2 separate regions of the Rattus norvegicus genome follow, and region 1 is linked to region 2. Evidence: chromatin contacts called from public HiChIP or PLAC-seq data. All regions are on one chromosome and are shown on one strand. Each heading gives the region's core, a stretch centred on a gene start, on an enhancer-like site or on the middle of the called end of the contact. The rest is flanking DNA. Distances are from core to core; before and after follow the strand shown. Region 1 overlaps Kiz (kizuna centrosomal protein). Region 2 has its middle 110 kb from the start of Ralgapa2.

What was found. HiChIP or PLAC-seq counts read pairs in DNA pulled down with a chosen protein or histone mark.
Region 1: an H3K27ac HiChIP or PLAC-seq map of oligodendrocytes shows a contact between it and region 2, with 3 times the contacts expected there. The contact joins two enhancer-like sites. A contact is called at or near these places in 1 of 12 Hi-C or Micro-C datasets (frontal cortex) and 1 of 1 datasets of contacts at active chromatin or transcription factors (oligodendrocytes).

What each region holds. Positions count from the first base shown.
Region 1 is chr3:154,763,053-154,768,373 of GRCr8, reverse strand. All of the region lies in intron 4 of Kiz (kizuna centrosomal protein), which reads right to left. Among named protein-coding and RNA genes, the nearest start is that of Kiz, 35 kb to the right of the region's middle. Within about 2 kb of position 2,408, at least 20 of the 93 cell types and tissues checked have an H3K27ac peak or open chromatin away from gene starts, as enhancers often do.
Region 2 is chr3:154,497,823-154,502,797 of GRCr8, reverse strand. No RefSeq gene overlaps it. Among named protein-coding and RNA genes, the nearest start is that of Ralgapa2, 110 kb to the right of the region's middle. Within about 2 kb of position 2,842, at least 11 of the 93 cell types and tissues checked have an H3K27ac peak or open chromatin away from gene starts, as enhancers often do.

The sequences.
Region 1 (5,321 bases), core at 1,159-3,658, 270 kb before region 2:
TGCTACCTATTGGCTTGAGGAACTCTGGAAGGTTCTAGTATACTCCTGGGACTCTATTCAGAGGACCACCCATGTGCCCCAGCTGTAGGAAATGTTTAAGAAAATTTTCCATGAAGTAAGTGCCTGAACTCGCGCTAGCTCACTCGAAGCTCTAAGCAAGCAAAGGCCCAGGTGCAGCTGTGAATGCTCAGTAGAATGTGGGTGTGTCCAGTGGATACCTAGAACCTCTTAGCAGAGATGACAAGAATCCTAGTCCCAGGCATCAAAGAAAACTAATGGTTATTCAGTAAATTTAACAGAAATGTCAGTGACCACACATGGAAAATAAGACACATTCCCCAAATCAAATGGCAATTAACAACAGATTCAGAGAGGGTAGAACTGTCACAATTGCCACATTTAATTACTTAAAAATGAAATGGAAAAATAATAAATACTGTCTCTTATACAGATGGTGGGTATTTACAGTCAGTAGAAACTATCTCTGAGGAAGGCCAGGTGTTAAACTTACTAGATAGAGACATTAAATTATCTATAATTAGCTAAGTAAGGCTGACTCTTGAGGCACCCAGAAGAATGAATGACCTTGAAGCCGGTAGATTTGTTTACTGAGACTCATCTTAAAAGTGGGATGAACAGGGGAAAGGGAGAGACAGAGGCAGACAGAGATTTTAATTGTGTAATCTGAGATAAAAAAGAACAAAGAAAACTTTGAGCCTCAGAACATCATTTGACAATATCAAGTGCATTAAAGACCAGATGAAAGGAAAGACTATGGGGGAAGCAGGCAGCACATTTTCAAGGGTACCAGAAACAAACACAAGTGAAAAGGTATTATTCTCTACAACATCTAGGCCTGACTCATGTACAAATTTTATCAAAGATGTTTATTTTTCAGTCATGGTTTGTTCTGGAACACAATTCCACACTAATGACGATAACACAAGATGGTAGTTACCAAATTAGGCTACCAAAAACCAAAGTAACGTTTTCATTGAAAGCAGACTATTTCTGAATATGTATTAGTACTTGATTATAAAATCAAACTGTATTAACACCTGAACTGTCTTCTCGCTCCCACATAACATATGGCTTCAGCCACCAGAGGCTAAAATCTCAGTAGGTTTGGGGTTAAGTAGTCACAACCACTACACAGATGGTAAAAGGGGACTGAGTATCTTTCTCTGCTAGGTATAAAAGGTTACAGTTATTGGTGATCCTTTTATGGTTTAAGGGGAACCATGACATCTGAAAACTGGAAGATACCAGGATGAGGACAGAGCAGGACCCACCACTGCACTGGAACACGGCCCTAGACTTCAGGAAGGACGTAACAGCCAAAACCACTACTACTCTTCCTCATAAGAACAAACAGTACATTTTCCTCACAAGCCTTGTCAATGCTTGTCCTTTACTGTAAAAAAAACAAAATGGTCTGTCCCCATGATGGGAGAATCACAGTTTTTCAGAATTCATGCTATATGCAGGCATTCAGAGTCTCTGGAGGCCTCTTCTCTTTGTCTTTCTGTGTCTGAGTGGAGAGGGGTGGAGGCTCTTGGACATTTCCTTTAACAATGGACACAGTCTGTTTAAAAATCCCATCTTCTTTATCATCATTTGTTTCAGCCACTTCTCATTTTTTGTCTTTCTAAAAATGGCATACAAACTGGCTGGGCCCTGTCTGGCTCGGGGCTTCACAGGAGGGTCAGGAGCGCCCCGTGAAGCCCTTTTCTCTTTTTTCTTCTAGAAGCCTGAAGCCTCCTCTTTCATATAAGGTAAAGCGGATGGGGAAACTATAATGAATTCTTTCTTCAGCTAATCTCTTCTGGAGTAACTTTTGTTTCCTTTTAAATCACTCTTCTATTTTTGGCCCACATTTCCAATTCTGATTCTCCCGTTTCACTGCTGGATATGATGGCGAAGGAAATGGCACATTCTACTTTCTAAAAAGCTCTACATGTACTTTTTCTGTTGGCATAAAACAACACAGCTGAAGTCTTTCACCAAAACCACAGTTGTTTGTTGTTTCCACAACCATCTTGGCAACATCCTCAGATCCTCTACCCCCTCAAAGGCAGAGCTGCGGCTACTCCCAAGTCCTTTTACGTCTGCACAGTCTGAATCCTGTAATAGTGCCAAAGTGGGAGAAATAGGCACGGATCTGGCTTTTAAGATGTGCTGGAGGGAGCTGCTCCAGCTTGCTCAGGAAAGGGGGAGTCATGTGCATATGTGTACACATTTGTGCATCCTTATGGGGCACAAGGAGGCCGGAGACGGACGTCAGAAGTCTTCCGCAGTTGTTTCTTATTTTTTGAGACAAAGTCTGTCTGAACCTGGGGTTGTCTGACCAGTAAACTGCAGGGATCTCCGTTGCCTCTGTTCACTAGTGCTGGGATTAACAGGGATAGCAGCGCTGTGTGGGCTTTCTTACATTAGATGCTAGGGATCTGAACTCAGGGTCTCATGTGCACAGCCAAATATTCTGACTGAGCCATCTCTGTAGCCCCCATAATGTTCTTCTTGATATTTCTGCTTTATTGAATGTTGGCAAACTTGTTCCATATGAAACTGAGACTCAGGAAAAGACTTGGCTTAGCTGGGCCAGGGAAAACCCACCATTCTGGAGGTGGTCAAGCAGCACGGTTTCACACAATGCTTTTTAACAATGGAGTTCTAAAGAAATAATGGGAAAACTTCCCAAATTAGATGAAAGACATGAATCTACGTAACAGAGCTCAACAAGGTAAAGGATAAACCAAAAAATATCTATACTCATTAGCTCCTCCCCCATTAAATCAAAGCAGGATGGAAGGAAAAAAATAATAAAGATAACAGCAAAGATGACATTTAGAGATCAGAGACACTAAAGAGGCAGCGGCAAGGCAAACAGCGCGTCTTTGAAAAGATCAACCAATTAAAATCCTTTTGAATAGACTCATCAAGAGAAAAGAGCAATGACAATTCATTACAATCAGAAATGTAAGTGGGTAGGTAATTTGCTACTAATCTTTCATTTAAAAATTTAGAGGAGAAATTCAGGAGTAAGTTTATACTAATAAACAGAAACACTGGAACAAATTTGATAAATTCTTAGAAAGGTACTACCAAAAAGAAGTACAAAATCTGAACAGACTTATAAGTCAAGAGATTCACTTAGTGATCACAATTTCCCTCAAAGACAAGTCCAGGAACAGTGGATTTTACCACATGTGTAAAGGAGGATTTATGCCAATCATTTCCAAGCTCTTGTAAAAACAGACAAGGAAAAAAAACATTCAATCTCTGAAACTGATTCTTCACACTAAAATGAGGCAAGGATAGCACAAAGAAACTAAAGATCACTACCATGCTTGTAGGTGAAAAACTCTCAGTGAAATAGAGCAAACGGAACCAAGCGACACATAAAGAAGAGCGCTCAGGATATCAGATACCTATCTCACAGTCATAGAGGCTGCAGAGAGCAAGATCAAAAGCAGTGGGGATTTAGGGTCCAATACGGGTTCTCTGCTTCGTGGACTGTGCCCTTTTACCCTGTCCTCACATGGTGGGAGGCTCAACTCTTGAGGGCCCTTTTCAAGAGAGCACTAGAACCAAGTGTGAAGGCTAACTAACTAACCTAACCTAACACTCCTAACCTAACCACACCTCTAACACCATGGTCTCCGGGTGAGGTTTTCACATATGCACTGGGGGAATCAGACCACAGTAACTGCTACAATAAGGATTCAAATTATAACAAGTGTGGCTAAGATGTGAGTTATCGCTGTGAGGAGTATAAAAAGGTACAGCTACAGTAGATAAAAAGTAAGGGAGGGATGAACAAACAAGATTTTACCAAGAAATAACTTATATGTCTAATTTAAGATTAGAAAAAGATGGGGCTGGAGCGATGGCTCATCGGTTTAGAGAACTGGCTGCTACTCCAGAGGTCTAGAGTTCAATCCCCAGCAACCACATGGTGGCTCACCACCATCTATAATAAGATCTGATGCCCTCTTCTGGCAGGCAAGTGCACATGCAGAAAGAACGCTCATACATAAAATAAATAAATCTTTTTAAAAAATTAGGGAAAGTATGCTTGTGCTAATTGATGATGTGGAAGAATATGAAAATGCAGGGCAGACAAGCTGTCTAGAGGAAAGGGAGAAGCTTCCCTCCATGGCTTACTTGAATTTCAGTTTTCCAGTTTTCATCCCAGAGACAGTATCTACGGTAAGTCAAAATTACCTGTTACTATTACTCTAGCTCAACAAATTCTTTCCTTATTTTAAATAAACAAACAGCTGTTGAAATAGGCGGTTTCAGGGAATGGGGTACTACTGTGGAATAGAACCAACTGTACCAAGGCCTTGACTGGAAGCAGCAGGAGCTATTCCATGCCGATCTGATGCAAATCACAGGTGGGAATCTAAGTCTCAGAGGCTTTTGATCTTTCACTTTTAAGACCAATTTAGGGAGTTACCAGACTGCCTACTAACCCCAGGACACAGAGAATACAGCAGTTCTAATGGTCTCTCTCTTTTTTGTTCTAAGACAGCCTGAGACAGTAAACAAAAGGCCAACTACATCTCAGGTGTAAAAAGTCACATGGCAAAGACCAACTGAAGTGTCACTGAGTAATTCCCCACAACCAGTAATTCTCAAACCTCTCTGACACACTAAGAGAAACAAAAGACTTCAGACCATTCCTATTGGACAAAACTCAGAGAACCAACCCAAGTGCCAGAAACCACTTAGGAAGTCCACTGTACAATGAGGGAAAGTAGCACATAAAGGAATTTTGCTTACAGTGATGCTTCTGACTGACAGGAAGTGAAAGCAGTGAATGCTCTGTTAACAGAAGCTTGCTCCAAGCAATGGGAAAGCACAGCTCACCGCAGCAGTAGTTCAGTGCAAGCACGGGCAGAATTCCCAGGGCACTGGACTCTGAGTTCTTCACCTACTCTAGCAATGTACTAATGAATGAGGAGATCAGATTTTAGAGGCCTACGGTCAGTTAGGAGTTACAGGAAGATGGTCCTAACCGCACATAAAAATGAAAGTCCACAGTGGGACATCATTTAATCAGGCAACTCTTGAGGATCTATGAAGACTCAAGAGGGAGTTCCTAAGTTTTGAATTTGGTCTGTTGAATGTCTAGCTGTCACTGTCTATTTATTTGAAGTGATTGTGTGAGCACATATGTACATCTTTGTCTGAAATTTGGAATTTGATTCAACTTCAAACTTACAGAAGAGTTACAACTGTCATTGAAAAAAGTAACCTAACACTCTTTAACAAGGTAGACCAGTTGTTTGAATTTTCCCTATTTCTTGGCCATT
Region 2 (4,975 bases), core at 1,593-4,092:
CTCTGCTTCTGTCGTGGTTGCCCACAATTGGGAGTCACCAGCTCACCTGCACCCCAAAATCATCTTCTCAACTGCTTTGCCTACTCATCTCCACTTGTCTGTTCTAGAATTTGCTCTTCTATTCTGAGTTAGATTCTTCCTCAGAACCCCAAACTACTCCATCTCATTCTCTGGGTCAAAGATTTCAGTTGCTTTTTAGAAATTTTAAAATCTTCAACAAAGCTTTCAAAGCCAGTGGAGACATTTATCGCCCCAACCAACCTCAGAGACAAAGCTCTTCTTGCACCATACATTTTATGGGTACATCCACCACTGAATTTTAAAGTCCATAAGGATGAGATGGGATCCACCAACAGTATCTACGTTGTCTAGTGCCAAGCCTGCTCTCTAGGATAGGTTATAATGATTATAGGCCTTTGGGGACTAACAGGAAGATGTGACCTTGGTGGGAGAACCAGTAACAGTAGCCAACTCTCCTACAATGATCAACCACAACATTCATCAGCTTGGTGCAAATAACAGGAGGCCCCATGCTTTAACTGGGAGAACTTGGTGAGGAGAGCCTAGACACCACCTACTTAAGTGTTAAGAACTACTGAGAGCACCAAAATTCTACAAATTTCTCTGCCGGATGACAGGGCTTGGGGATCCCTGCTTTTTCACTTTATTATCATTTGCCAAGATTTTAAGAGCAGGTCCATCAAATGGCCAAGCAGCAGCAACCTTTCTGGTCATGGGACATTGGAAGAAGACTGTAGTAATTCACAGAATGACCAGTGAGGATTCATTTGTTTTAAGTGTTTTAGCTCATGTTAACCCATAGGATCTCCACACAAAGGCTTTCTCAGAGTGGTTGAAATACCATCTTATTTGCTTGCATTTCCTCTAAGTAGTAGAAACATAAAGACGCCCATAATTTCAAAACATGGTTGGATTGTAGATCTAGGGTCTGTGAGATTGTGTGTTTTAAATGTATTTTCCTGGAGATATTTTCTCATTTAAGGAATACATTCATTTTGGAGGCTTGTTGGCACATGTTCTCTGGGCTCCTAGAAGCAACCATAAATAAGTCATTTTAAGATTCTTCGTAAGGGTCAAATGTTTTTCACCAGTTGACATAAAACCCTGATTGCCTAAAGAGGTTTCCAGCTCTATTTCTCTTTCTCGATATTGCAAAACTGGAGCTGGATACCAAGCCCAATCCACTGAGAACCACACCCTTCACCCTTTGGAATTTAACAATACAAACCCATCAGATTAACTTGGTCAGGTCATCACCCAGAGACTGTCGACAACTCCTCACTGTCAACTCATTAAACCTTAGTTCCTTTAATAAGACCCTCTGCAGATTGGTCATACCAGCTGTCTTGCAAACTGATCTCATGACTTCCCATTTCTAAAACTTCCTTCTGCCATTCCTACTTTCCAGACAGTGCATCTGAATGAGCATTCAGAGATGCGTCCTGACCAGAAGGGTCTTAAGCAAGTGACTGTCCTAGTGTCCCAACACAAGAGTTTTTCTTCTGCTTCCCCACAAATGCGTCGACTGCCTTCTGTTGTTCTGAACACTGACTTCTCTTCTTAGGGGAGAGTGCCCTCAAGGTTAGGGTGGCCACATGCCACCCACACCCCAGTTGCCTCTAACTTAAAGATTTCCTCATTGCCTTAGCAATTGTTTGCTAAGAGGAAGAGGAGCAATGTAGGTGGCCTTCTAGTTTAAGTATGTCCTTTTTATTCCAGGAGCAAGCAGAGAGGCTCACCTCTAACTGTCAATGCCAGCTACCCAAAGGCAGATGAGCATCTGAATCCACAAATACCCTTCTGCAGGGAGACAAAGTGACCTTACAGCAAATTAAAAAACACATTTCTTATATTTACCCCAAGATCCAAGAAGGTATGTGTCAAAGGCCAAGGATAAGAACATAGTTTTCTAAGCTCACAATAAAGAATTTTCATATTGTCATGTTTAGAAACAGGAGGAGGCTCTGGGTGGCACAGAGGTGCTGGCTACTTACACAGAATTATTGCCTCTACTTTAGAAAATTCTTATTCAATGTGGCTTTTGTGGACACTACCCTGCTTTTATTTAAAATATACTTGACTTTTATTTCTCTTGCATTTCATTCAAGCCTCTGGTTAAAAGACGATGAACTAGAAATGACAGAGCTGAGCAGAAACTCTGGCAACAGGAAACTTGGTTCTGAACACAGAGAGAGTTTTGTTGAGTCCATGTAAGAGGCCAGAACAAAATCTCTTTAAGTACAGCATTCTCTGTCTAGAGTCCAAGCCCCATTTCCACTGTTGTGAACACCAATTTCCAGGAATTCTGTCACCAACTGGAGGACATTTAGCTGGTTCCAACAGAGCCCTATTTAAATATGATACTTGAATCTAAGCTACCCCTCCTCCAGAGGCAAATATTCTCCTAATTTTTTCAATACCATCCTGACTGCACATTTGGAAGGAGCTACCCAGGCCTGGAATGTGAAGAACTTCATTGAATGGTTGGCATTGACATAGGAGCTTTGCTCGTGGGTGAAACCATCTCTGCCTGACTCCTCAAAACCTCCCCTTCCATCTAAACATTAAAGGATAGAAAGATCAGATGGAAGGATCTCGATGTGTGTTCTTTCTCATCTCGCACTTTCTCCCTGGGTTTTCCTGCGATAGGAAGAATCGCAGTTCTTCCTATTAGAGAGTTCAGTCATCTCTGGGTTCAGTACTTGTCTCTCAGTCCAGCCATTCTTAGTTCATTAGGCAGGTGGTTCTGTGAACAAATTGACACCATATAGACCAACTCTAACCTCCAACGGTTTCCTCTGTCTTAGTTCTTGACCTGAAAAGGGCATTATAAAACTATGGCAAGGTCTTACTGGGAGAGGGGGAGGATTTGCTTTTGCTTATTCTTGATGTTTGTGTTTGGAGACAGGGTCTTAGTCTGTCATCAAGGTTAACCTGAAACTTAACCATGTAGATCTGTCTGGCCTTGAATTTGCAATAAGATCTTTCTGTCTTGGTTTCTACAGTATTGGAATCATAGCCATGAGTTACCATGCTCCATTTCTGGAGGGTTTGGAGGGGTTGTTTGTTTGTTTTGTCTTTTTAGACAAAATTACCAGAGATCTTATAAAGCCTCATTTATTTGCTTATCTTGTGTTTTCACCCCCTCCCTCTTTCTCTCAGTACTAATGTTCTGTGAAAACCAGGATTTCTCTCTATCCTCGATACCTATAATACCACGGCATACAGTAGAGTCACAATAAATGCTTGTCAGGGGATTGGGATTTTAACAAAGCATCCTCTTTTTGGATATTTTTATAGGAGATATAAATATAGATAAAATGATCCAACTAAAAGTTGTAGTTATCAACAAAGAGATGGGCTGGGGCAGAAGAGAATTCGATGAGGTTTCAAAGGTCTAGCTGTGAGCCATGAGCAAAGCTTGTCTCTGACAAATCCACCCTCCCCAAGATGAAGCCTTAAACAGGGCTCCCAGAGCTTCAACAGCATAAGGAAGCCCTTAGGGACCTTGTTAATAGGCAGATTCTGATTCAAGGACTGTAGGAGTGGGGACACCTTGAGTCTGCATTTTCAACAAGGTCATGGATGATGTCATATCTATGACACTGGTCTGGGAACCACATTTGTGGCAGTGAAGCTAGCGATCTATGATCTGTATGATCAAAACCAATCAAGTCCTTCATTTCATCCTCAGGACAGAACACTGGTCAATTTTTTTTATTAATACTGGAGCCCCAGAAAGTACACACATAGGTAACCACAACCAGGAAAAATACTCCTGATGTAGAATAAGCAGTTTGGTGATTGGCAGACTGCTTAAGACTTCAGTGGGAAAATAATGTTTGAAAACTACTACAGTTTCATTTCCATCTGACACGCTGCCCTGTTTGTGGCTGCTGATGTCAAACAAACACACTCAGTTCTACCCGGAAAGGAATCTTGAGTCTTCTTCACACAAACTATTTCATTGCTTCACAGATGTTGGGGGAGGAAAGAAAAGTGATTCATAGGCCCAGAGTGACTCCTTCAAGGCCACCCCACACAGATTTTCCAGTTCCTTCGCTGGTGCAGCCCACACACCATTTTGCCTCTTTGTGGGAGAATATAAGATGCATTCTTCCTTGACTAGTGCAGAAATGATACTCAGCCCTCCAGATGTTTATATAACAGAGAGCTAAAGACTTATAAACAAAAGAAGAACAGTTGTGCACCAGAGACACTGATGGCTCCATTCATTGGGATCCACCCGCTGACTTCCACACCCAGCCAAGCCATTTATTCTAGAGTCACCCAGACTATTGAATGCTGTTTCACACCCCTCCTCCTTGCTTCATGGGTCCAGGCAACAGAAATCTGAAAAAGAGCGAGCATCTTTAATCCCCTTAGTGAGGGTCACTAGAGATGCCAAAGAAGGGGCAATGTTGAGTTCAGGGTCACATAAAAAGTTTTGATTTCCAACCACATACAACCTTATCCCCTTCCCCAGACTAGACCACATCTTCTGAAGTGTGAGACCTCACTTCCCCAAAGCCATGAAGATCTAGGCAGGAACTCTATCTGACACTGTGTCCAGAGCAAAGAGCACTATTTCGTCATAACTTTCCCCTCAGTTTGCTTATCTGGTGGGTGGCAATTAAACACAGAAAGGCAGTGCCTTCTGAAGAGGTGGAAGTGGGCCCCAGTCCTGGTCTTGACAAGCACATCCACTGTTGGAAATACATAGAAGTTTACTCTGAGACAGCTTTCTATCACCTAGTGAACAAGCAAGGACATCTTGCTGCCCTGTCACGTGCATGAACACTCGAACCCATTGGCAACCCTGAACATCTCACTTCATGTGCACTCAAATGCTCTTAGACACACGCTACCAACCACTTACCAGAATCACCCTGAACTCACAGTCTGTGGAATGACGGACGGTTCCTTTCCATGGTTAAAAATCTCTCCCAGACTT